2 separate regions of the Rattus norvegicus genome follow, and region 2 is linked to region 1. Evidence: chromatin contacts called from public Hi-C data. All regions are on one chromosome and are shown on one strand. Each heading gives the region's core, a stretch centred on a gene start, on an enhancer-like site or on the middle of the called end of the contact. The rest is flanking DNA. Distances are from core to core; before and after follow the strand shown. Region 1 overlaps Dnm3 (dynamin 3). Region 2 overlaps Dnm3 (dynamin 3).

Region 1 (7,196 bases), core at 1,355-3,854:
GTTTTTAGGAACGGAAAATGGCAAGAACACTGATATCCCCTGCAATCCAACACTGCACATGCTGTGTGCTCCTGAGCCGTGAGCCCTCAAGCAGCCCATATGCTGCATGAACAGCAGCCAAGCCCCTGGCAAACATGGGTGTGTGGGGCCCGGTTCCCATAGGCAACGGTAGATGTGTGTGTTAGAATTAGAGCTACGAGTACGCGCTCCAATGCGCTGAGGTCTAGTTCTTCCTCATACAGAGGGCTACTGTTTAACAAGTACCATGCTAAAGTGACCTACTAGTAGGTTTTTACCAGACTTCCTGAACTGAGTCTTCGCCTCTTGCCTGTTATATAGGTTGATCGGCATTTAGACATTGTCCCCGGGCCAGCCTTTAAAAGTGTTTCTAGTAACTCTTTGGCATTTGGTATGTTTTACCAATGTGGTCTAGTTATACTCGCAAACCTTACCTTTCATATTCTTTATCCATATTCTTTATAAAGAATGTTTTAAAAGAGAAGTTATGTTAATTAATATCAATCTAATCATAACAGGTTTTTCTTCTCCAGTGAGCTAAGAGCTCGCCGGAGATTTTAAGAGCTGTGTAGAAGAATCCTTTTGTGGACCTATACTTTATCTCAGACCCAAATGAAAGAAAGGTTCTCTGTGCTTTATCTCAATTTATGGGGTATTTCATACCAGGGTCCTTGTGCTTCCACACTCTCTTGCCAATGCTGGCTATCAAAACTGCTTAGGCTGCAAATAAAACGTGAAATCAAATCCATCTGGCATTTCTCATTGAATTAGGACCAGAACATTTTTGTTAAATATTAACAGATGGCTAAATTCTTAATATCAAACTAACATTTCAAAACATCTAAGGGGACCCACACGAGGGGGCAAGGATAGAGGAGCATGTGTTTTCCCCATCTGAGTCTTTCCCGTAAGCTCCCCTCCCCCACCCCACGTGTTGAGAATCACTGGACTCTCCTGTCTCACATAACTTGTATTCCTCAGGAGCTGGTGTAAAAGTAGTGGTTGACAGTATCAAGGTAATGGAATCAAGTGTTATTAAGTGATAGCTGGTTCGGATGGTGTGTTGCCATTGGTGTGGTGTTCTATTAACATCCCCTCTCTCTCTCACCTCTGTACAACAGGAGAAAGAAAAGAAGTATATGCTTCCACTGGACAACCTGAAAGTCCGGGACGTGGAGAAAGGCTTCATGTCCAGCAAGCACGTCTTCGCACTCTTCAACACAGAACAAAGGTAAGACAACAGTGCAGCAGCTTTTATGGAAACAGTTTTTCTCTCTCATTTTTGTTTTTTGTTTTTTTTTTTTTGTTTGTTTTTTGTTTTCTCTCCAGTCAGGATATCAGGTACCTCAGGCTAGCCTGGAATTCATTCTATAGCCAAGACTGGCCTTGAACTGTTGATCTGCCTGCCCCCACCTCCTGAGTGTTGGGATTGCAGGCAAGTGCCACTGCACTGGCTTTCCTCAGACTTCAGTTTATATTTTTAACAAAATACGAACAAAATTCAAAAGACAAAAACACAAGTCAGAAAAATCTTTAAATCCTGGATTTCCACTAGGCACTAGAATCTCGCCAAGTCTTTTTCTTAAAACTACATTTTACTACCTGTGGTCTTCCATACCAGGGTTTACTGTTTACAAACTTGCAAGTCCTCACTTTTGGGGGGATTGGAGGGGGGAATTGAAACAATCCCACAGAAGGTTAAAAAGGTGGAAGGTTTGTGGGTGACCATTTGTAAGTTGGAAAGCACTGTCTCCATGTTCTTTTGACTTGCTTAAGATCACACAGTGCAGACCTGGACCCAGAGGTGGAGGCTGCATCAGGACTTTGACGTACTCCCCCTTCCTTACATACTCCATTTTTCTAACCTCTCCCTCCCCTGCTGCTACAGAGTACCAAGGCTTGATTTAAGGGCCAACCACCAGCCATCACCAGGAGCTGTGGTTGTTCACTAAAGCTAATCAGTGGAACTGAACAAATGATGCATGGGAATGTGCCAAGGTCGGATAAAAGTAATGAAGGGTGTGTCTTTATTTTGCTTCAATTGGAAATGTTACAGGAAAAATCTAATTTGCGTAAATTAACGAGAAGTGAGTCATCAGGTGGCAGGGTCTAATTTTAACCCATGTTTCCAGGCTACTTTGTATCTTGATTTAGCAATGAATGAAGTTACTTGATTAGGTTCAGTGAGGAGCCCAGGGTCAATCAGACAGTTAATCAAAACAGCAAAAGGAGACTTCTTCCTACATTCCCAGTCAGTTGCTCAGAGTGACTCAGAATACAAAAATACTTGGAGAAACCACAAGAACAAACCATTTAAAGAATCAAGGGGAAAGAAAATTAAATACCACTCTACAATGAAATACTGAAATGGAATTCTCTCCCTGACCCCCCTCCCAACCCTCGTGGAGGACTTGGTGTTATTTTAAAGTCCCTTGTGCAGAAGAAAACAAAGCAGAGAAAAACAACAAAATCCAAACAGACAAACACCACTGAAAATGATAACGAATAAGACTTGTCAGAGTAGTCACGATCCTCAGGAGCACAGCTCAGTACTGTTCTGGTCTCTTCTTGGGTATCGGAGGATCTGAAAATCCCAAGGGTGTGCTCTTCGGGAATTCCGTCATACCGGAAGTCCAACCGTGGTACCGCTCCACCCACCCAGAAGGTTCAATTGTTATTAAAGGGCTTGGAACCGGGAAAAATACAACTGTAGGTATTAGAAAGTACAAGAATCACCTAAGTAAGACTATTCTAAGTTTTAGAGAGCCTAGATCGTCTATCTTCTGGACTCCTTGAATTCTAAAAAGAGCTTGATTTCTGTCACTTCCCCAGAGACCTCGGCCACGACACAGACACCCCCAACACTATATTTGCCATCATCTTTTTCCTTGAGATCTTGAGCCCTTTGATTGGTCTTTGTGCTGTCTGAGTTTGCCAGGACAGTGTCAATCATAAGCAGGTATCCCCGTTCTGTTTTTGATTCGAAGAGAATTATTTGAAAGGTTTTAGAAAAACACTTGATATCCTTTGAGGAACAGAAAATTCTTCACGTTCCTCAATGCAGGGGATTCAGTGTACACTTTCAAATTGAGGCAAACTGATCAATATCTCCATCTAGAAGACTAATTTGACTTTTTTTTCCCCTTACAATCTGCTTGTGTGGTGAAACATAGGTTTTCTAATGAGGAGCCCTCCTCATCTCCTACTGTCAAGGCAGAGCATAAATACCATGCATTCTTGACTTAAAACTGATAGTGTTTGATTGAAGCTTTTGCAATTACGTTCACAAGGGAGACTGAGCAAGAAATACTCCTTGTGCACCACCCCTGGCAGCTCTGGGTATCAAGGTTCTCATACAATCACATGCTGTAAAACCCTAATTGTTCTTTGTGACAGTTTTGTTTAAAACTGGGATTAACCTGTAATTGGATGTTTAATGGAACTCACTACTAAAATCATCTGGATTTTACATCATTGAGAATTTAGTCTGGAAGGTTGTTTTTTTTTTTTTGCTTTTTATTTTATTTTATTTTATTTTTTTATTAACTTGAGTATTTCTTATATACATTTCGAATGTTATTCCCTTTCCCGGTTTCCGGGCAAACATCCCCCTCCCCCCTCCCCTTCCTTATGGGTGTTCCCCTCCCAACCCTCCCCCCATTGCCGCCCTCCCCCCATAGACTAGTTCACTGGGGGTTCAGTCTTAGCAGGACCCAGGGCTTCCCCTTCCACTGGTGCTCTTACTAGGATATTCATTGCTACATATGGGGTCAGAGTCCAGGGTCAGTCCATGTATAGTCTTTAGGTAGTGGCTTAGTCCCTGGAAGCTCTGGTTGCTTGGCATTGTTGTACTTTTGGGGTCTCGAGCCCCTTCAAGCTCTTCCAGTTCTTTCTCTGATTCCTTCAACAGGGGACCTATTCTCAGTTCAGTGGTTTGCTGCTGGCATTCGCCTCTGTATTTGCTGTATTCTGGCTGTGTCTCTCAGGAGCGATCTACATCCGGCTCCTGTCGGTCTGCACTTCTTTGCTTCATCCATCTTGTCTAATTGGGTGGCTGTATATGTATGGGCCACATGTGGGGCAGGCTCTGAATGGGTGTTCCTTCAGTCTCTGTTTTAATCTTTGCCTCTCCCTTCCCTGCCAAGGGTATTCTTTTTCCTCATTTAAAGAAGGAGTGAAGCATTCACATTTTGATCATCCGTCTTGAGTTTCGTTTGTTCTAGGGATCTAGGGTAATTCAAGCATTTGGGCTAATAGCCACTTATCAATGAGTGCATACCATGTATGTCTTTCTGTGATTGGGTTAGCTCACTCAGGATGATATTTGGAAGGTTGTTTTTTGGTTTTTTTGTTTTGTTTTGTTTTTATTGTTTTGTTGTTGGTTTTTTCTTTTTTTCTTTTTTTTAACATTTTTTACTAAGTCTTAGAGAATTTCATCTAAGTATTCAGCGTATTTTGACCATATTCCCCCTCATTCCCTCCCCCAACTCCTCCCAGATCCATCCCCTACTTCCCCACCTCCTACCAACATTGTACAGTTTTTTTTTTTAAATAACCCACCAAGTTTAATTTGGGCTGCCCCATTCCAATGGGTATGGGGCCATCCTCTGGAGCATAATCAACCTACCCTGCCAGAGGCCGTACTTCTAAAATCACTGCCTGTTCTTTCCCCAGAAGTCATCATCTGTCAATAGCTCCTCACCTGAGGCTGGGGCTAAGGAGCCACCACCACCAAAAGGTGTTTTTGGCAAGAGGATGATTAACTCGGACTTGATCTATTTAATCATTGTACATTGTAGAGATTGTCTTTATTTTATTTAGATGAGTTTAGTAAATTATTCCTTTTCTGTCAAATTCTCCACTCCATTTATTTTAAAATAAATTAGCCCCAAATTCCTTCTTGTTCTCTTATTTTAACATCTCTGGTGTATCTGAGATTTGGCATCTTTTATCCCTAATATTAAACCTCACCTCTTTTCACCCCCGATCACACTTGTTAGAGCTTTGGGTTGTTTTTAAAGAAACAGCTCTTGGCTTTCTTATTCTTTGTTGTGTGTATTTTTCTACTTCAATAGTCTCCTTTTCATTTCCTGCCACATTTCTTCTTCGTGTTTCTCTTGCCACACATATTGGTTATAATGATTTCACCCATCTTCAGTTCTGTTACTAAGTCTCCTGTATGATTTTCCCCTTCCCTCTGAGTTCCTCCGAAATGTGTTTTATGTCTTATAATGCAGAGAATTTTATTGTCTTGTTGTTGTTTACTTCTAACTTAATTGTACTGTGGTCAGAGAATGCGGTCTGGCCCGTTCTGAATTTTCTTAAGTATGTCATGCATGTTTGACGGCGTGTCTTTACACGTTAGAAGTGCAGGTCTCTGGGTCACGCTTGTTGATTGCATTATCTGGTCTCTGTTGCTACTATCTTGTTTTCGTCTTGACTAATTCAAACACTCACCAAGCGCCATTAGGCAGCCACTGTGTATCATGTTCCTCTAAGCTTTAAAATACAACCGTGAATGAAGCAGACAGAAACGTTTGAAGGCAGAGTGATTCCAGAGAGAGAGTTGACCAGGAAAACCATTGAAAAGTTATAGGCAACTGCACTTTACCCTCTTTGCTGTGAGTTTGAATAGTTTAGCAAGTCTTTCAGTATTCCTTGTATGTGTTTTGAGGATAATCCATGTCTGTATTCATTAAAGCTTAGAACTCGTAGGGTGGGAGTGGTGGCTCAGTGGCAGAATACATTACTACTTTTACAGCCAACATCCACATCAGGCTGCTCACAACTGCCTGTAACTCCGGCTCTGGGGGACCCCACATCTTCCTCTAGCCCCCATGGGCACTGCAGTCATGTGTACAAATGCACGCATGGACATATGCATACGCACACTCACATAACTAAGTTCAAAACAAGGTCTTAGCAAACACACTTAGAATGCCAAGTGATTTTAAGGAGCGGTTTTGCAATAGTCTTTATTTCTCATAATGGTCTTTTTCTTTTTTGTTAAGATTTGCTCTGTCTGATGTCAATAAAGCATATCTCCTGGTTAATTCTTTCTCAGTGTGCCTTTTAGTAGCATATGTCTGGAATTTTTTATTTTGAATATAATATAAAATCTCCAAGGGGAGCATTAATGATTTTAGTCCATTTATATTTTGTAATTATCACTGAGTTACTTGAATTTGAGTGTCATTTTAAGTCTTCATCATGCCTTGCTATATAATACCCCCCACCTCCTGACTTCTTGGTTTACTTTTCCTAAGTTTGGTAGTTGTACACTGTGTTTATTCTCTTTTACATTCTTAATACTTTAACATCCTATTCATCTTAAAGTTGTAAGTTAGTCTTTTATCCTCTTTCTAAAATAACCTGAGGCATTTTGGTTCCGATACCCCTCTTCTGATCTCCACCTCCACATTGTTGGTGCCAGGATTTGAATTCTGCCTTGATTTTCCCCACTACTTTAGTCAACAGAATATGCCACAAATGTAAACGTGGTAAGAGCTTACATTTACTGATGTAATTTCCAAGATACTTGTTCACCTTTCTTCTTGCATTAAATCCGTTTTGTTGTGGTTTCCTAGTTCTTCACATGGAAGGACAACCTGAAGAAATCCTGTCTGTAGCTTCTACTTGGTTAAAATCCTTAGGCTGGTATTTCTTTTCCTTAAAATGTTTTATTTTGACCTCATCTTTCTGAGTAGGGCTTTCACCAGATAGTAAACTACAAGCTATCATCGTTCTACCACATAGAAATAAATAGGATAGAATCTATCCCATTGTGTTGAAGGTCCTTCTCCTCCAGGACCAGCTCTAGAGAGGCTGTCAACCCATTGGTTTTCCCATTTTAAAGCCAATCTGTATTTTCTTGCCAGTTCATTTAAAGATCCCCTCTTGGTATTCTGAAATTTAAATCGAATTTTTCCTATATGGATGTATGTCATTTCCTGTTTCCTCTTCGGAATCTATGGTTCCTCTTAATTCTGAGAGCTCATAGCTTTCTAGAAATCTGAGATTTTAAATTCTTTTCTCTCTTTTCTTGCCTTTCTTGTTTCTCTTTATAAATCCCATCTAGATACATGCTAGAGAATTTTGTCCCCCACTCCCCTCACCGCCCCCATGTACTGAATCCTCCCTTCATAGGCTGCGTATTGCTCTGTGTCTTGCCATAGTTC
Region 2 (7,378 bases), core at 78-2,577, 180 kb before region 1:
AGGTATTAACTCCCAGACAGAAGTGATACTCAAGGCCCTGAAGTATGAGGGCTATATGTTAGGCTTAAGGAGAATAGAGCAAACTCAGGGACAGCTTATTCCAATACAGCGGATTTATAGAGGGGAAGTTTGAAAAAATGTCTAGTGTTTTAATGCATATACCACAACCTTCCAGGCATTTAACAAAAACCATTAAAAAGAGCAGACACTTGAGCATGGCTAAATAACTGGTAATTACTTTGACCCACTGTATCCAATCAATTTTTGACAATAAAAATACAAGTTTCCGAAGACCTGAAAGTATTTTTCTATTAGATATTGAATTTGAAGGTAGTAATTCTAGTATGTCAGAATTAGAACCTCTAAACCAACGGATCATCACAAGTGGGAATTCTTTTCCCTCTCTCTTTTAGTTTAAGCAGTTGGCTTGAGATAGCTAATTGATTCACAGGACAAATATTTATTAAGCATTTCTTATGTGCATGCCCTTGTCCTCCAGGGATTGACTGAAGGGAAGCAAACAGTGGTGATGTGGTCTGATAGGACTTTTGTTAGAAAGAGGCTGAAGAAGCAGAGGATCCCTTCCTCTGGGCAGTGGCAGATGATGTGAGAGATGAGGACCCCTGGTCATGATGGGTTTCTCAGAAGAATGAATACTTGAGCTGAGTCTTGAGAACAGAAGGAAATTAGCCAGGCAGGGGATAAAGTCAATGACGCTGTAAATACTCAAAGCACATAGGAAACTACAGGGGCATGGTACATTTGGGAACTGGGCAGTAGATTCTTTGTGTTTGGATCGGATGGTGCATGTTGTTGAGCAAGAGATCAGCCCCAAGAACAGCCAAGGCCACAGCACAAAGAGTCCTACCTAAGGGGTTAAACCAAACTGTGGGAACCCACCAAAAAAAAAGCAAACCAGAACTGGTTTAGAGGGGTCTGTGATGGCAGGTTTGTGTGGCTGTGTCAGGGTAGGTTCTGACCCGTACATAATCCTAGAATCAGGACGGAAACCTAGAGGTGCCTTTATAATCCAGGAAGAGGTTGCTGAGGGCTGAGCTGAGGTGTATGTGTGGGGGAATCAGCAGGCTTTAGACTGAGAGAAGGGAAGCAGTTTAAGCAGCTCACGCTTTAGGTGTTTTGATCTGAGGCAGCTAAGAGAAAAATACAAGTCCAGCACTTGATTGCATATGCAGGCCAGGCACTCCTATGAACTGTGGCATCTGGGGGAAACTGTATCTCGATGACTTTTGAAGCTCTGGTCACCCTTAGAGCACCCAGAACAAAGTTGTAGGGTGAGGAGGCCAGACTGAGGCGCCGTACTTGGAGGGAGAAAAGGAGTCTGCGCTCTGTATATGTGGGGAGGGAGTGCTGGGTAGGTAGATGCGGCTGTGGTTGTGTGTGGCTGTGGGTGTTTCAGCGATAGGAGCGAGGAGTAGGCAGGTATGAGTCACAGGAGTGGAGGCTCACTTGACTTTTCTACTAAAGATTTATTACATAACTTTTTAAATCCAAGTGTTCCTTAAATACATTTCATGTTGTAATCACAATGGATACAACACATTTAAAGAGAATGATATTTAAAATATTTACTCCAGTTAAAATGTGTAAAATAAATCTGTTCCTGCAAGGGCCCGGTCACAGCTGAATGATGCGCGGTGCTAACTTCACCAGTAGGTGTCGCTAAGAACGCCGGGAAAGGTGTCTAAGCTACGCCTGCAGTAAAATCGGGGGAGGACGGGAGAGCCAAGCATCTTTAACTAACTTTAACTCGAGTTTATTTCTCTCTCTCTCTTTCTCGATTCTAGGATGGTCCAACAGTTCGCTGTGGACTTTGAGAAGAGAATCGAAGGGTCGGGGGATCAAGTAGACACGTTAGAGCTCTCTGGCGGTGCTAAGATCAATCGCATTTTCCACGAACGCTTTCCTTTTGAGATAGTGAAGGTTTGTAACCAATGTTCCTTCCTCCCTTTGTCCCACCTCATCCTCTGCTCTCCTTTGCAGCTCTCTTGGTGTACTGTGATGTATCACAGGACCAACAGGGTCCTTGGAACAGAATCCTTTGTACTCGGAATATTCTTTTCTGATTTCAGTGAGTTCACAGGGATTACTTCAAGAAACAATACTTCAGCTTTTCCTGATATTTATCAGTTGTCGGATTTAAAATATTTCTGAGACTCTCTTACGGTCCAAAGTACCAGTGACCAAGATAGAAAGGGGTTGAATTTATCTAGTGAGGAAAATGAAAAAAAAAATAGACAACATAAGAAAAATTCAAGTGTTGTTACATTGACACGATGCAAAGGTTCCCTTCCATGGGGTATTTAGATAGGTTCCCTGTGAGTGAAGGGCATATTACCCATGACCAGCCCAGCACAAAGACATCAGTGTTGTAAAACGTCCCTGGGAGAGGCTCACTTAAGGGAAGAAGCTATCCATCCAGTTTGTCCATGGTTCACAGTGGAAAGCAACAGGAGCATTTTACACAGGGGTTTGTTATCTTATTGGGTTGATAGTCCCCAAAGAAAACTATGCCTGCTGGATCACCGAGGGGCAAGCATTAGATGTGGAAAAATAAAAAAGGAGGGCCTGCCCAGAGATGGATGGGCCATGTTTTCTGCCGGAAGCTTCTGTAATCGCAGGAGTCCCTTAAAGACAAAGAAAAGAAAATTACAAACACATGGTCGGGTACGTGGTCTTAGAAGGGATCTTGTGCAAGGAGGAAGCTCTGAAATGTCCATTTTTAAAGTTTCTCAGTCAAAATGATGTAACGAGAAGGAATAGAGAGAAATGGATGACTGTGGGAATTTAGGGGTAAGGTAGACAGGCTTGGATCAATTCAAGAGATAGAAACCAGAGGCTCAAAATTACTCCCCTGAGGTTTGTCTCTTGCCGTTGAGCGAACAATGGTGCCCATCAGATGAGGGAACTGAGGGAAAGTGTCAGTGTGTAGGAAGGAAATGAGAGTTGTTTGAGTTTGCTAGGGCTGATCGCTCAGTGAGGCAGCTGAGTAGCTTACAGACCGCGCCTGCCACTTGCCTCAATATGAGGAGGCGAGTGTTTATATATTGGTGTGGGAAGACGGTGGATAAATAGACCGTTTTATTAAAATGCGTTAAGTAAAGTGACAAACTTCAGCACAGGGCGCTATGGAAACACCACCCACAGGAATCCCAGCCCAAGTATGCCAGGGAGCCAGCCGTGAAAGCCGAGTTTGGAAGGGTGGGTAGCTAGCTAAGCGAGAAGAGGTAGGAAAGGGGGAGCAAATGTTCGTGACACAAAGGGAGGAATGACAGAGACTCTGAACCCTGAAGCCACAGCATATGATCGAGGCTTAGGGCAAGTCACTACTCCGAGATGAGAGCACAGGGGGGAAATGGACAGTGAACGAGGCTGGAAACGGCTGCATCCCCCTCAAAGCTGGATCCGGTGCTCTCTGGATGTGCCCTTCGGGACTAAGTCCTATGACACTTTGATCCTTCTTCCAAGTAGATTTGTAGTGCCTAAGACTTCTGGGAAATATTTATATAGCAATGCATCCTGTGTTGGCTTCCTAAGGTATTATTAATTTCCTCTTATAAAGAGGTCTTATGGTCAGGTGGTCGAAATGGCCAGAAAGAAAAGACAGCTGTGTGTCGGCCACCCATCAGAAGACACTCCCATTTATGCATTCTCCTGGGGCCTCCACTTTAGTGCATCCAGTGAAAGGAATTCTATGTTTCAAATGAGTGGCTGGGTTTATGGCCAGGAGGTATTCCTTATGAACAGCACTCCTCATATATAACAGAGTTAAAAAAAATTCTCTGATCCATTGGAACTTCCAAAAATCCCCAGTGTTCCCTGTGGCCTTGAACTCCATATAAACAGATGTTTTGACCATCTGGGTTTAGCTTACAAAAGGCATGAGTATCCATTTATTAATAACAGTCAAGTTATCCTCATTCTATACCCTTCAATAATATTATCCAAAAGAATTGAGTGTCATAACTGTGGCTCCCTTTGCATCGGCAGATGGAGTTCAATGAGAAAGAACTGAGAAGAGAAATAAGCTATGCAATCAAAAACATACACGGGATCAGGCAAGTGATCACATTCGTTCCTGTCTTCAAGCTACCCAAAGAAAATGAGCACTTCTAATGCCCAGTAAAGTAGTTTGCATCATCAGAAGAAAGGAGCGAGGTAGACGTCAGGAAAAGGAAACCTTGGTTTTTGACTTAGTGCAAATATTCTATATTGCTAGAGAGTTTTTAATGATGATGATAGTGGTGGTGGTGGTGGTGGTGGTGATGATGATCATGATTACAAACCTTTGTAGCCATGGCCTATACTCTTCCCAATAAGAGCTGAATATTCTACTCATCTCTAAGTAGGTGAACAAGATTCTGTTGGGTCTCTAACTGGGGAGGACTTGCTTATGCACTGGAGAACTGGCAGAATAATTTGGGGTTGTGGGGAGAAATCAGGAAAGATTAAGAAGGGTAATTATTTTTTTCAATGGAACCATTTCTATGTAATGAATAATTTCAACAATAGTGTGTTCTGTGCCTATATTTGTGTTTGTGTGAGAGTGTATGAGTGTGTGTGTGTGTGTGTGTGTGTGTGTGTGTGTGTGTGTGTGTGTGAGTAAGCATGAAGAGACATAGGTAGATGTGTATGAAGAACTCATGCAGTGGGCCTGAAGGGTGGAAGATAATAATGCAGTGTAGAGGAAGGCATGGTGGCAGGAATCAAGCAGAGGATGGCTGGGTGTGGTCAGTCTTAGTGGAGCTGGGGCCTTATGCTCTGGTGTTGCTGGTAGTGTGGTTGGGAGACAGGAGTGACAGGGGCATGAATGTGGCCTGGAGTGAGCTAGAAACTGAACTCCTCTCATCGAGAGTAGCGGTCTTCTCTTATTTTGTATTTCAGTATTCTTAGGCTTTAGATAACAAATCCTCACAGCGTAGCTTATCAACAATGAAATCTGTTTCTCATGGTTCTGGAGGCTGAGATCACATGATCAGAATTCCCCAGCTTGACCTGGCTGGGCGAAGGGCTCCTTCCAGTGTGCATACCGCTCAGCTCTCACAGTGCCTGCATGTGGTTGGAGGAGGACCAGCAAGCTCTCTGATCTCTTCCCATGAGACACTAATCTCCTTCCTGAGAGTCTCACCCTTACAATCTAGATTCTTGTCAAAGGCCCTATGTCATAATGCGGTGACATTCAAGCACACTGGCTTTCAACATATAGATCTTGGGGGAAATATGAACATTCAGCCCATAGTGATACAGTCTAGAATTATGATATAAATTATTTTAAAACACATTTCTTGAGCCCATGTAGAGTAAGCTAATCCCATGTAGGTTGTTGGTTCATGGCTCACTGGTTACTTTAACTGAAGAAGGGGCTTTTCTGTTGGTGGTCAGTTGTGATTCAGCTTCTGACACAGGGCCAGGATGAGATTATGTTGGGAAGAGATTCTGAGAAGGACCCCTCCCCATCTCTCTTCCGCACGCTCTGATCATAGGCGCACACCAGCCCATTCACCCTTTTAGGCACTGGGATGAGTTGAGACCTGACTGTTGATACAGCAAGCATTTAACAAAGGAGCCAGACCACCGCTGCATTCTCCATTGTTTGTAAAACACACACAACTTCTATCCTTATATCTGCTTCCCTGATTTCCTGTTTCACACCAGAAAAGCATTATTATGACATCGATTTTGAATTAATTCTGGATAAAAAGAAGATTTTTTTGTTACTTGTTGATTTTATAAATTCATCATTTAGGCATTGCACATCATCTAAGTGACTGACGGCTCTTCTGCACCCAGGGACTTTGAGCTGAGGGCCAGCTACCTATCTGTAGTACAGTGGCCTTGCTGGAAAGAGTAGATTCCGGGGCTCACTGTTTCTCTGTGCAAAAGGGAGGCTCACTTGCTGAGAGAGGGCTGCTTTTGAAATCCTTTAGGGATGGCAAATGGGAACTCAGTATGTCACCCCTTGAAATGTACTGGGTGCTAGTCTCAGGACTCCCCAGAGATAGCCAATCCACAGATGCACACCCTCATATAAAATAGCATGCCATGTACACATAACAAACACTCGGTTTTGCTATGTTTTGAGTCATCTCTAGCTGACTCAAAATACCCAACGCTATATGAAAATAGTTGTTACATGACATTTTTGGAGAAATAATGTCAACGATATTGTCTGGAGTGTTCTGTACACACGATTTTTTTTTTCTGAAAAAATTCAGACAGTGGTTGAAACTTCAGGGAACATAGTATTATGGAGGTCTAGTTACGTTTGTTCCTTTGTGTTGTTTTGAAATAGTGAGTTGAGACAAATTACAGTTAACATTACTTTGCAAGTTATGAAAACATGGGTGGCTGTTTTGTGTGCTGTGCAGGGCATCGAGCCCAGTGCCTGGCCGAAGCTGGGCAAACACAACTCTTCTTAATGCTTCAGCATTGCTGTTAGACAGAAACTTGTATTTTAGGGTTATTAAAGATAGTATTATAATATATGTGTATTGCGTGTGTATGGATGTATGCATGTTTCTGTGTGCATGTGTGTGTGCCAAGGTGTACGTGTGTGTGTGTGTGTGTGTGTGTGTGTGTGTGTGTGTGTGGTATGTTCTAGGGTATGTTTGTATGCTGGTGTGTATGCATGTGTGTGGGGTATGTGCTGGGTATGTTTATGTGCTATATGTGTATATGTGTGTGTGGTGTGCTGGCATATGAGCTCGTGTGCTGGTGTGTTGCCAGTGTGTGGGTACCATGAGGGTGTACTGGTGTACTTGCATGTGGAGGGCAGAGGTCAGCCTCAGCTGTCATTCTTCAGGGGCCATCTCCCTTTGACTTTGAAACAGGATCTCTTATTAGCCCTACACTTCCCATTCAGGCTATGGAGGCAGAAGGAACAGTGAGCCCCAGAGACCCCTCCTCTGGGATCACTGGCTTGCACCTACAGCCTTGTCTTTTCAGTGTGGGTGCTGGGCTCAAACTCAGGTTCTCATGCTTGTAAGGCCAGGACATTAATGACTGATGTGTCACTTCAGCTACTGTGAGTTTAAAACTTGGTCTAGTACGTGTTTAAGTCGCATGCCAATTTAAACACATAAGGGCTATTGGCTACTACCCGGCTGCTGAAGTCTAATCTGCTTCCCTCTTTCTCACACTCAGGACAGGGTTGTTTACTCCAGACATGGCGTTTGAGGCAATAGTCAAAAAACAGATAGTAAAACTGAAAGGGCCTTCTTTGAAGAGTGTGGACCTGGTGATGCAGGAACTGATCAACACGGTGAAGAAGTGCACCAAGAGGGTAAGTTCGCGTTATTTAACTTCCAGGAAGTGTCTCACTGATTATCCGCCTTTCCTGTCCTGTTGTATGGCTCTGTCT

The links. Hi-C and Micro-C count contacts between places; a contact is called where the count stands out from the background.
Region 2: a contact with region 1 is called in a Hi-C map of the A7r5 cell line, with 2.6 times the contacts expected there. The contact joins two enhancer-like sites. A contact is called at or near these places in 3 of 12 Hi-C or Micro-C datasets (the A7r5 cell line, the Rat2 cell line and kidney).

The regions. Positions count from the first base shown.
Region 1 is chr13:77,028,384-77,035,579 of GRCr8, reverse strand. It overlaps Dnm3 (dynamin 3), which reads left to right. Exons shown (of 21, transcript NM_138538.2): 16 at 1,140-1,249. Among named protein-coding and RNA genes, the nearest start is that of Mir199a2, 84 kb to the left of the region's middle. Within about 2 kb of position 2,604, at least 12 of the 93 cell types and tissues checked have an H3K27ac peak or open chromatin away from gene starts, as enhancers often do. A contact at or near this core is called in the A7r5 cell line, where this site is marked.
Region 2 is chr13:77,202,295-77,209,672 of GRCr8, reverse strand. Dnm3 (dynamin 3) reads left to right here. Exons shown (of 21, transcript NM_138538.2): 8 at 1,806-1,941; 9 at 4,009-4,076; 10 at 7,162-7,300. Among named protein-coding and RNA genes, the nearest start is that of Mir3120, 84 kb to the right of the region's middle. Within about 2 kb of position 1,327, at least 27 of the 93 cell types and tissues checked have an H3K27ac peak or open chromatin away from gene starts, as enhancers often do. A contact at or near this core is called in the A7r5 cell line, where this site is marked.